2 separate regions of the Sus scrofa genome follow, and region 2 is linked to region 1. A link is a contact called in public HiChIP or PLAC-seq data. All regions are on one chromosome and are shown on one strand. Each heading gives the region's core, a stretch centred on a gene start, on an enhancer-like site or on the middle of the called end of the contact. The rest is flanking DNA. Distances are from core to core; before and after follow the strand shown. Region 1 holds the start of SCYL3 (protein-associating with the carboxyl-terminal domain of ezrin). Region 2 holds the start of SLC19A2 (solute carrier family 19 member 2).

Region 1 (6,668 bases), core at 381-2,880:
AACATGCATCATGATCTTCTCTTTAAAATGTTGTTCACCTATCTTCCTCCATCCTTTTGCTTCCTTGGCCAGCATATCAAGTTTCTGGGCCACCTGTGGGACTAAAAGCCCTTGTCTAGGTCATGGGGCAACTCATACACTAAACTAAGAAATCAGTGTGCTCCGGGGAACGCTCTCTCCCTCTGTTCATTTCACAGCAATTAATCGAGATGATCTTGATCCTAGCTCCCTGGGCTTGGAAGTTCCAACCATAAGGGCTTGCATTGGGAGTTCAAAGGGCACCGTGTATTGATTCGTATTCTGCCATCTGGTGATAACAGTACTTCAGACCCTTTGCTTTGATCTCTTTCACATATACATTCCTTAAACTCAGTCCAGCAATACATAATGAAGCCTTTATGGACCAAAAGAACTACGTATGATTTCAGCTAAGACATGGGATGTTATGTGGGTATGCATAAAAAAATACTTAAAAATAGTAACAGGGATTCCAAAATTCAGGACTCACATGGTTTCCTATAAATGATTTTCCGGGAAATGTTTCATCTTTATTCTTAACAAAAAGCACTACCCAAAGACAGGAGCCAACTGGCCTCTGGGGGCCTGGCACTGGTCTTGGATCGAAAATGAAGGCAGCATCCAGCGCGGGGAACCCTAGGCTCCCGCGGCTTGGCCACGCAGCCTCCGGCACAGTCCCGGCCCGCCGCGCACACTCGCCCTGCCCGCTGCGAGGAGGGCGGCCAGGGGGCTGGGGCAGGGGAGCGGGGGTCCAACCGCGACTCCTCGGGACCACTGAGGGGCAGGGGCGGCAGTCCTGTGACGCTGGCCCCTCACCTTCCACACCTGCCCGCGAGGCGAAACTCCTTCGCTTCCTTCGAAAGCTCCGGCCGCCAGCGCCGCACCGGGCGGGGGTCGCCCGGGAAGCCCAGGTTAGCAGGGCGCCCCACATTCAGCAAGGAGAGGCTGCGCGGAGCCGGAGTGCAGAGCTCAACCGGCAGCGGCGCCGCGCCGAGCTCGCCCCCGAGCGGGCCCCAAGCGCGGACCCGAGATCGGGGCGCGCGCGCCCACCGCCTCGCACCCGGCCCGGCCCCCTCCCCCGCGGCCCAGGCCCGCACTGACGGAGGACGCCGCGTGGGGCTCCCTGTTACCTGCGGGAGGGCGGCGGGGGAGGCGGGCGAGGGTCTTGGCTCCGGTCCCCTCTTCGCCCCCTGTTGACACCAACCACCCTCACCTCCCCCGTGACGCTCTGGCCACTACACCCACAATCTTCTGAGGTCTGGTCCCTCCGGCACCATAGAGACTGTCCGGAAGCCGGATAGAATGCCAGCCTTCAGCCCTCCAACACCACCACTGAAGCGAAGGAACCCGGAACCGAGATAGAGCGGCCGCGAGGGTGATTCTCAAGCTGGTGCCATCTTGAGTGTGGGCGCCGGTGCCGACTCCGCCGTTCACTCTCTGTGCCCGCGGCCTAGTTAGTCCGTGAAGGTGACTGCTTTCTTGGGCCTTAAGTTTAACGTGCAAATATGGCTTGATTTTAATTTTCAGGCTTTTAACCGCACAGTTTGAACTGCATTTCCGCCCAAATCTAAAATGGCCGTCCGCCGCCGCCTTGGACAAATAGGAAAGAGGCGGGCGGAGAATAGGAGCACTGTGGAAATTGGAGAGGACTTTCGGAAGAGTGACGTAGCTCACCCCAAAGCCCTGATTGGCTGTGCTGTGTGGGCCGAGTAGCGCGGGTCCGCGGCTGAAGCTGGCGGAGGTTGATGTGATTGCCGCTGAAGCCTTTCAGGCAGAAGATGCGAAGTTACAGTTAATTCTGCAAGGAGTCAAGTTAGGACTCTTAATAGTACTTATTATTAATATTAATCGTTGCTACTTAATAGCGTGTTGTGGAATAAAGAATATACGTGATAGTTTTAAAACTACATGATTCCAACCAAGTTTTTTTCTGTTATCTTGCATGTGACTTAGTAGTAGTTATTATCATCGCTGGTTTTTAACGTTTCTACTACCTAACAGTTGACAGCTAAGTCATTTGATCACCTAAAAATTTTTAATTCTTTTTGGTCTATAGCAATATGGACAAGGACCCCACAATTTCTTTACCCGATTAAATAAAAGCAAATATCAGACCAAACTTTGTCCCTTATTCAGAAATGAGTATTTATTAGAAAGTAGACACAAATAGTATTTTATCTGTCCTGTTAAGTTATTGAAGATCGAGCTCTGTCCTACGTCAGCACTGTCCTATGGAAATACAATTTGAGTCACATACGTCATTTTAAATTTTCCAGTAACCACATTAAAAACAGTAAAAACTCTGAGGTGAAGTTAATATTATATTTTAACACCTATCCAGAAGATAGGTGTTTTGTTTAGTCTTTTTCTTTCACCATTCCTCTCATTCCTTTTTTTTTTTTTTTTTTGCCTTTTTTTAACACCTATCCAGAAGATAGGTGTTAAAATATAATAAAAAATTATTAATGGGATATTTTACATTTTTTGTACTGTCTTTAAAATCTGATGTGTATTTTTTACAATTTAAACTAGCCATATTTCAGTGCTCAAAAGTCACTTATAGATAGCAACTATAGTATGGGGGGTGCCATTCTAGAAAGTTGAGAAGCAGAAGTAGAGGGCTGCAGAGGTAGGATTCTGTTATGGTAGGATTCTGTTATCATAGTTATTCTCAGCATCTGGCAACCAGAAATCTTCCAGGACCAATAGAGATGAAACCTTAGATGGCATCTCTAAAGGCTGAGGACTCAAATTTTTAGACCATGTTTATTCAGGAGTGGAGATCATTCTCTGAGACCTCATCTCTAGTATTCATCATAACTAATAAGCTGATACTGGTGCCAGAAAGATGATACTGGAATCCGGGTTCTCGTTCAAGGTGGTGGAAGGATGACCTCCAGGAACACACAGGCAGCAATCAATGTCTTTATTAAAGGAAAGCTGATCGCTCCCAGGGTTGCTGGGAGGGGAGAGAAGAGCCCCCTTTCTCTATTGTCCTATAGGGGTTTTTATCTCTTAAAGGTGGGGAGAGGCACCAAAGTGGGGTTCAGAAAAATGTGGTTTTCCCTCATTGGCCTTATTCAAGTACCTATAGCAGTCCTTGTCCAGTAGGGCTTTGGGGGTTGGAAATGTCCTGGAAGTTCTGTGGGTTGTTTTGTTTTCTTTTGTCCTTTTCTTTTACAATTCCTCTCATTCCTTTTTTTTTTTTTTTTTTTTTTTTCCTTTTCTAGGGCAGCTCCCGAGGCATGTGGAGGTTCCCAGGTTAGGGGTCTAATCAGAGCTGTAGCCACCAGCCTACACCAGAGCCACAGCAATGCAGGATCGGAGCCACATCTGTGACCTACGCCACAGCTCACGGCAATGCCAGGTCCTTAACCCACTGAGCAAGGCCAGGGATTGAACCCGCAACCTCATCATTCCTAGTCGGATTCGTTGACCACTGCGCCACGTCGGGAACTCCTCTCATTCCTCTTTTATCAGTTGAGGAGTGGGCTAGAGATCTGCATTTTCTATATTAAACAAAGCCAGCGGGGAACGCTCATTTCTTATAATAAAACAAAGCCTGTGGAAGTGTTACTCCCTGGAACCCTTAAGCCACAAAAGTTAATCAATGGCAATATCAAAGAATGCATCAAAGCCCATGCTCCTACACTGACTACCTGAGTTAACCTTCTGCCTCAATATTTTTGCCAATAAAAAGCCATTTCTGGTATTCACTATGATAATTAACAAAACATCTAGAGTCTTCGAATGTCAAGCTGACTAAAGTAATTTGTAGCTACATATCTGGAATGTGGCCTTTCTGGTATGATGCTAGTTAAGTACTCCCGGAATGTGGATTCCTGATAACTAGAATGCTAGCTACTTCTAGGGCATAGCTTCAACCAATTAACCCACACAGAATATTACCCTGTCTGTGCTGAAGAAATTTAAAGTTGACCACAAATGGCCTGACACCCATGTTGTGAGGAATATTGGCCTTTGTAAACTGTAAACACTATACAAATGCTATAGAACTTACAGCCTTATGTTACAGACTATGTTTATTCCACTGTTGACTTTAAAAAAATGTGCTGGAAGTTGAGAGTTAAGTTTTATTTGGGGCAAAATTAGGACTTAAGCCTGGGAGACAGCACCTCAGGTAGCTCTGAGAAACTGCTCAGTGGCACTGAGGGAGGAGCTAGGATTTATAGGAGTTTTTGTTACAAAGGGCGGGGAGCAAGAACAAAAGAGGCCTGGGCTCACTGAAATCGTTCCTTTGATATGTACCTCTGCTATTGGGGCCAGTATCCTGAGTTTTCATAGCCTGCAGGACTCACTGCCTCTCACCCTTGGAGGAGACTGCGTTTGCAGATGACCCCGACATCGTTTTTTTATCCTTAACTACTGACTGGGCTGAAACCACCCAAGGAGGAAAAGGGGGAATATAGGGATGTGATAAAGGTGAGGGGAGGTGCACGCAGCCATACACATATTTTACAAATATTTGTTGCTGATCTCCTGAAGGTTACCACCAGTCACAAGGAGCAGACATCACCATGAAGGATTTTAGTCTTTCTCTAGATATGAGGAGATGCAAGAATTGGGCACATAAAACCTTCTCCTAAAAATATCTGACTATCTGAAGACCTGTTCTTCCAGTTTTCCCAGAGCACAGAGGGCATCACTCCTGGTGTCCACTCTGAGCTCTGTTCAGGAGGTGCTGTGGGTAAGCAGCTGTGGTGGCTCATAATTTAATCCATGTAGAGGCCGATGGCAAGTGACAAACTTCAGTTCACACCACAGATATTTAAGACACATCTTTTCTGAGCTACGCACTGTGCTGATCACCGGGAAAGGAAGGAAGAAGATACAGTGATTTCAGGAAAGTGGGTTCTTTGAGAGACCCAAATAAAGTTTTGTTTGTTTGTTTGTTTGTTGCTTTTTAGGGCCACATCCACTAGGGGTCCAATTGGAGCTGCAGCTGCCAGCATACACAACAGCCACAGCAACGTCAGATCTCAGCCAGATCCACAGCTCATGGTAATACAGAATCTTTAACCCACTGAGCGAGGCCAGGGATTGAACCTGAATCCTCATGGATATTATTCAGGTTTGTCACCACTGAGTCACGACAAGAACTCAAAGGTTTTTTTTGTTTTTGTTTTTGTTTTTGTTTTTGTTTTTTTGTTTGTTTGTTTTTTTTTAAGTGATCGAGGAAGTGCTAGAGCTTAGTGTTGGGAATGTTATTTTCATTTTTCAAAGTGTCCTGCCCCACCACCACTGCATACTGTGTGCAAAGCTGGACATGAACTAAACAACTCTACATGGCCCTGGTTATTCTGCTGCTTTTCTGACGTTTGCTCCTCATTCATCTGGTTAGTCAGCAAGTACTTCATAAGTGCTCATTATGTGCCAGCCTCTGCTCTAAAAACCAAGGGAACACCCACAAACAAAGCAATATAAATTTCCTCTTCTCACAGACCTCACATCTTGGAGGGAGGTGGGGATGGGGTGGTGAGAAGGGGAGAGAGAGGCAATTAGCATATAAATAAATAAATAAATCACGTAACGATAGATTCTATGAAAAAATAAAACAAGGTGATAATAGCAGCTAACATGTGTTGAGTACTTATTGTGTATTAGATACTTTACACATCTTAATTCATTTAAGTAATACATCAGTCCCACTTTACATATGAGGAAACTGATGCCCAGAGGGGTTAGGTAAGTTGACTAAAGTCACACAGCTGGTAATGGCATAGAGAAGTTTGCCTACAGAATTAATGTTTTTCACAACTATGCAATACCACCACCCTAATGTGATAGAGAGCAGCAGGATTGAGGGAGGGCAGGAGAGGAAAGGGAATTACATTAGATGGACCTTCAAAGAAGGCCTCTATGAAAAGGTAATATTTCATCTGAACACTGAGTGACAAGGAGTCAGTTTTATGAAGATCTGAGAGTAAACCATCCCTGGCACAGAGACAGCAACTGAAAAATTCCCACAGCAGGAACTAGCTGGGTGTGTTTAAGGAACAGAGCTCTCACTAGAACTGGGAAGATATAAATGTCTGGTGTTTAAGCCCCGAGTCTATGGTATTCTGTTTCGGCAGACCGAGTCCACTAAAACATGGAGTTGATGGAAGTGAGGTAAGCGATCAAGGTTGTTGCCTTGGTTTGGCTCAAGCACTTGGGGACATGGCAAAACCACAACAAGTTTGCAGAACCTGTTAAACATCCAAGTGGGGCTATCAGTTTGGTCAACAGCTATAAAGATCTGAAGAGTCATTGGAGAGGTCCAGATAGGAAATAACGACTTGGGCATCATGGCCTCATCAGGTTGTAATACTTGTTTGGCTGTATAGCACAGAGAAAAACAAGTATAACACAACACAACATTTTAACAAATGAATTTAGAGATTACTATTTCTCTATGTAAGATTCTTCATCCATTATTCATGAGGTGCTGGTAAATATTTAACAGACTATGAAGTTTATTGTTATGAAAGCTATACAGCACACAATTTACAAGTATAATAATGAAATATATAATATTCTTCATTGTAGACTCCACATAGCCAGTCGATTCTCACAGTACACTTTCAGTGATTTTTGCCATGCTCTTGTGTTCATGGTCAACCTATGATTACAACTGATGAATGAGTGTA
Region 2 (6,043 bases), core at 3,013-5,512, 380 kb before region 1:
CCAATTTACTTCTCATGCCAATAGCAGCCTTTTCGATCTGCATGGGGGTGTTTTATGAAGAGAGAAGACCAGATAATCTCCAGAGCTTAGCCACTGGGTTCTCAAGTGTCCCCAAAAGAAAAGCCCTTCATGGGGGTTACATGAAGAGAGAAGACCAGATAATCTCCAGAGCTTAGCCACTGGGTTCTCAAGTGTCCCCAAAAGAAAAGCCCTTCTCTCTTGATGTCTCCAAGGAGAAGCTGTCACACCAGGAAATGCTTCTTTGATGGATACTTTGAATCTTGAAGGGAAACTCCCTAAACAAAAAAAGGTACAGATTATAGAGTCTTACTGTCCATATCTGGACAATAACTTATCGCAGGTATTTGCTGCCATGTGAGCAAAGGGAATTGATTTTATTGTAAGGTGCCATTCACAGCTCTTTGGATCAGAGCTTATTTGTGCTTTCTTCCGAGATACAAAAAGTCAAGGGAAACAGATGTTCAGTTTTAAGCTCTACTTCAGATTTAGACTTTTAGAATCAAGTTTCAATTAAACAGCTAGTTAATAAGCACTTATTTGCACAACACTGTTTTGTAACTGCATGGAGATCACAAAAACAAAACAAAAAAAGAATAAAATGAAGCCTCAGTCTTCTGGGAGTTCTGAACCTGGTGTAGAACATACACACAAATTATTGATGAGGTAGACAGGCTATATGGGATTGCTTATTTGAAATGGACTTGGAAGGATGAGAAAGTTGGAGGCTAAGAGAAAGATATCAAAAGCTATGTATGGGAAGGTTATTCCAAGAAGAGAGCTCATCTTTGAGTCTGGTCAGTGGATGAGACTGGATATACTGGATGGGATGAATGTGGATGGAGCCTGGACACGCTTAGCAAGGGAAAGAAGGATGCAGTAGGAGATAAGGGTGTTAAGGAAGGAAAAGCCAAATTCTCTAAGGCTCTGAATATCAGGAAAATAGTTTTAATGTTTTAAATATATCAACAAAAGCTAGTGAATGTCAAATCACATGCTGAAAAAGATGAAGGGAAAAAAGCTTTTGGTGATAAAGAGCTCTATTTTTTTAAAGGTGTGGCTTTCACCTATTGAAACACAGTCAAAGTTTAACCTGTTTAAAATTTATAAAGTGATGGAGTTCCCATTGTGGCTCAGTGGAAAAGAATCTGACTAGCATCCATGAGGACGCAGGTTTGATCCCTGGCCTCTCTCAGTGGTTAAGGATCCGGTTTTGCCATGAGCCGTGGTGTAGGTCACAGATGTGGCTTGGATCCCACGTTGCTGTGGCTGTGGTGTAGGAGAGCTGCTATAGCTCCAATTCCACCCCTAGCCTGGGAACCTCCATATGCTGTGGGTAGGGCCCTAAAAAGACAAAAATAAATAAATAAATAAATTATAAAGTGATACAAGTTAATGGTTCTCCTGAAATCTAAGAAAAAAAAAATCCTTTGGGAGTGGAAGAGGAAATTCTGACCTCTCCGCCCCTTTTGTCTTTGGACTTGGTTAACAATAGCTCTGTTTAAGATGATCACACTTGGCCCATCTAAAGTCTCCTGGGGGAAAATACAAAATTCAACACAAATATCACTGACTATGATTTGACATTCGCCTTGCCTAAAAATCATGTAATATTAAATAAATATATAATTCCCCACTGATGAAAACAAGCACTCAGGAAGGAGAACAAGTTGTCCTATTTATTTCAATTATTGGAGATTCAAAAAATCCAGGGTTCAAGAGAGGGTGGACAGAGCCATACTGTGCACAACACATGACCTGCTGCATATGACCAGCAGAGCTGGCTATGATTCTGAGGTCCTCAGAGACAAATGACAGCCCTTTCCAGACCACCAGATTTCTCTTCAGACCTGCCATCTTCCTTATCTAACTTGCAGTAACAGAAGTGTGCTATGTTTCTGTTATACATTCAGCAACTATTTCCTGGGCTAGGGTACCCCTGCCTCATTCCTATACCCCTGAACATATTTCACTCACCCCAGGAAGCTTTCTGATAAGACAGGGCAAGTGACTGCACATCACATACCAATTCCACCCAGGGCACTTGGACAAAGTAGGTCTGCTTTCAAATATCAACACTGGGAGCATGTTTTTCCCCCATGTGCACAAGCTGTGCAGATCACATGGCAGTTCACATGAAACTAATTGTTAGCAGCCCACAAGCAGAATCATTTCTGCTTCAGTGGCTATACTCAGATTCAGTTGTTAAGGGTCTCCAGAATCATTCTCTTTTGTATTTACTGTCATTTTTTTCCTGTAGAACCATTCTATTCATAAGAGTTGGCTCCTTCCACTTTCCTATTGTTTTTAAAAAATATTATAGTTCAAACAGGTAATGAATGGTCCATATGACTGCGAAATAGAAGATCTAATGTTGGGTAAAAGCTACTTGCTAGTGGTGAGATGATATGAGAAACAAGTGAAATCCTCAACCCAGGGTTCAATGCCAATTTTCAATTCCCTGTTAAGTTCTCTTAAAAATAGAAGTGGTGTATGGATTGACTGGCCAATGGGGACCTGCACGAGGAATTCTACCCAATATTCTGTGATAATCTATATGGGAAAAGACTCTGAAGAAGAATGTGTGTATATGTACAACTGAAATCACTGTTATACAGAAGAAATTATCACAACATTGTAAATCAATCATTCTTCAATAAAACTTAAAAAAAAAATGGAGGAGCAAGGCAACAACAAACTGGACTATGAGTAATTATATCCTGCACTAACCTGTTATGCAGGGATACCAAGTTGCTACTCAGAAGTGACTACTACTCACAGGGGAAGGAGTAAGGTTTAAATGGGAGAAATATTTCATAGGCACTGGAGCAGGGAGGCAGGGTGGGAGGAAGAGTTGACAGAGGAAAAAACGGCTAACAATTCCCCACTCAGCTTTCACTCTTTGTATTGTTCCAGAAAGGAATACCGGGCCTCAGTTTTCATGCTTTGTAGTGTTCAAGGGAAAGGATGCTGAATCTGCTTTATTTGGGCCTTGTGGTAGCACCTTAAATTTAACTCCTTCTTCAGTTAATATCTTCTTCAAAAAACAAGTGTTGAGATTGACCATACACTTTAAAGAGTTAAATACATTTTTAAAGCACACCATGCACTTCTGGAGTACTTAAATATCCTCCCAGGGAAAATCACTCAGCAAGAAGTTCTTGATCATGGACTATGTACTCTCAATTACTCTGAACACAGCAGAACAGAAAGGAGCAAGACTAACATCCGTGAAGCAACAATTCACAATGCCAGAAGAACTCTAATTAAATTCCAACTATGTGACAACACCTAAATATCTGCTTTTATCCCAGGAGGTTGGTAGAGGTGAGAGGCAGGGCATATTCTAGGACATAGTCTCACGCAATTAAAAATCAAGACGAGATAAGGGATGGGTTCTTGTCCTATACAGTCCTTATCTGAGTACATCTATCTGTCAAGGGTAAACAAAGTAAGGTAGGGGAAGGAAGAGGGTACAGTAGGTAGAGGGAAGATCCTTTCAGAAAACAGGAGTTGCCTTGCATCTGTTTCCTTACTTTCAGGCAGCAAATATTTATTTAAACCTTCACTATGTTCGAAGTACAACCTGCTGTTTTCCCTTTTTTCTCCAAATATTCTTCTCCTCCCCGCCCCCCTCCCACTACTGGTTCAGTCTGAGCAGAGTTACACAGTTACAGCATCATCCGCACATCGCCTGAAGCACAAGGGCACTAGGGTTTCCGAACTGCGTTCCGAACCCTTCACCTGAAACATGTCCTATAAATTCAACGGAGGACAGAAAAACAGCATGAATTACGGCAGCGCCCAGCAAGAAGCCTTTTTTCAAAGAGGAACATTCAGGAATCTCTCCCCAGAATGGCTCCTGGGGCTCAAGCGCCTTTCTCAGTCCTGTCTTTCAACCGCACCCGCCTCGGCCCGCCCGTCCCCTCTGCCAGCGGAGCCAGCGTCCTCCCGCCGCGCCTACCTCCCTCTCCGTCAGGTTTTTGTCGGGCCCCAGCAGGTAGGGGGTCAGGAAGGGCTCAGACGGCCTGAGGCTGGCGAAGAAGCCGTAGGCGCAGATCAGCGCGGTGGGCAAGAACCAGCATTCGCGCGGGACCCGAGCCGTGCGCAGGAGCACGGTTGCGGCCGCCGCCGCCGCCCGCCGGGACACCGGGCCGGGCACATCCATCCGGGGCGCGAGGGACGGGGACCCGGCCCCTTCCTGCTCCTTTTCGTCTTCCACCAACTGGAGTCAGGTTGAAGCACTGCCCCAGTGCGGGCACCTGCGATCGTAAGTGTTTCCTCCTCCCGGCAGGGCCAAGCACTTCTGGGATGGCCGCCTCCGACCGCAGAACCTCTCAGCTTTTCCTGGCAGCAGGATCTTCACGTGTCGCCGCCCGCAGCGCCACGGAAAACCTGACACTCCCGAAGACCCACCTTCCGCCACCGCCTCCCCGCTGGGAGCCAATCACAGCGGACGTAGGGCATTGGCTTCTCTTCTATTGGTCACAAGCTGGGAGCCCGGGGCGGTGGCGGTGGCTGCAACACGCCTGGCGGCTGACGTCCTCTGGTTCGGGCGCCGAGGACTTGGAGGACTCAGCTCCTAACGCGACTGCTTGTGGTTTCGGCGCGCGACGGTCAGGCGGCGATCGGCCCGCCCACGCTGGAGGTCGGCTCGGTCATGCTCAGTGCAGCAGCTCACCTTTCCGGAGTGCTCCATGTGGGCTTTATCCCCACGGAGAGGAAAACGCTGTTCCAGTCTTCTCTCTCATTTTTAAACGCAGTCCCTCTCTGGACGTCCGCTCACATTCTCCTCAAGCGGCCAGCGCGGGGCAAAGATTTAACCTTGAGGCGGAAGAATGCTCTATTTTTCTTCCAGCGGCTTTCAGTCTGTAGATTGTATTCATCTGCAGTAAAAAGACATGGGAAGCCTGGAACCTAAGCAGTTCAGGGCGTTTACCAAAAGACCGAGCTGGAAAACGATAAAATACTGTGAAAAGAATGAATGAGCTAGTCACTTAACAGAAGGACCATGATGGAGTTCTAATTAAGGGTATTAGCTTTATTTCATTACTTTTTGTAAGCGGGGTACAAAGAAAGTAAACATAATTGTAGATATATCCTGTGTTTAAAGGGTAAGGGGGAAATCCCGAGTCATTAAAGCAACAGCAAAGTATCACCTCTTTATTAAAAAAAAAAAGTCTTGGCATAGTTTTCAAGGGCAAAGCTTGAAAATACCCAGGGTTTGCTTTCACTTCTCTCTTTTTCTGCCTGACTCAGCTTGACGGTATCCCAGTCCTTTCACTGCAGACCAAGCTGCACCAAAAGCAATTTCTCCTGTGCAGTATTTGTAGAGTACAGATACTGCCAGAAGCTCACAGAAAACATTTTGAACTGTTTTGCTTTATGTATATCACGAATCATCTCAAATTCCCTTCTGAGTCAGCAAATGACCCTTTTTGCAAAGAGGATACTTTTTGCTATCAGCCACAAAAAATGACTCTCTCTACCACATGGAAGGACATACCAGTAAAGGGAATGGAGATTTGTTTCTAAGACTGTGCAGTGAATGCACTGAAATGTGTGAGTTGATTAATCACTGAAGGAATGAAGTTGTTGGTATTTGCATCTATCAGTGGGCCTCAAAGTGTGGTTCAGGAAGCCCTAGGGATTTGTGGGATCTTTTCAGAATTCCACGATGTCAAACTACTTTCATAATAATACTAGGACTTTACTTTCTTTTGCCCTCTGGAGACTACCTGATGTGTGATGACATCCCTCTAAAGGATAAGAGAATATGTGTTTGTAAATTTTTGTGTTTAGAAACTTTCCAAATGAATTTCTAATATGGCACTACCAGTAGGTATAACTCACAAAAATAAAGAGTCTTTATGGGCCCTAAATAACAGGAAGTCTTGAGGCCTCAAAGTAAGAACTTGTAATCTGCATAATACAATTATCTAGTCCCCTAAAACACTAGTGGTCCTCTTGGCAATTTCTTTGCCTTTGGATTTGCATTCAGTGCTTTAGTAGAAAAGGAGGAGTT

The links. HiChIP or PLAC-seq counts read pairs in DNA pulled down with a chosen protein or histone mark.
Region 2: a contact with region 1 is called in an H3K27ac HiChIP or PLAC-seq map of alveolar macrophages. The contact joins the promoter of SLC19A2 here to the promoter of SCYL3 in region 1. A contact is called at or near these places in 1 of 5 promoter capture datasets (liver), 2 of 47 Hi-C or Micro-C datasets (heart right ventricle and skeletal muscle) and 1 of 2 datasets of contacts at active chromatin or transcription factors (alveolar macrophages).

The regions. Positions count from the first base shown.
Region 1 is chr4:81,128,997-81,135,664 of Sscrofa11.1, reverse strand. SCYL3 (protein-associating with the carboxyl-terminal domain of ezrin) reads right to left here and starts at 1,630. Exons shown (of 14, transcript XM_001927973.6): 1 at 1,149-1,630.
Region 2 is chr4:81,508,440-81,514,482 of Sscrofa11.1, reverse strand. It overlaps SLC19A2 (solute carrier family 19 member 2), which reads right to left and starts at 4,262. Exons shown (of 6, transcript NM_001142667.1): 1 at 3,983-4,262. The coding sequence starts at 4,186.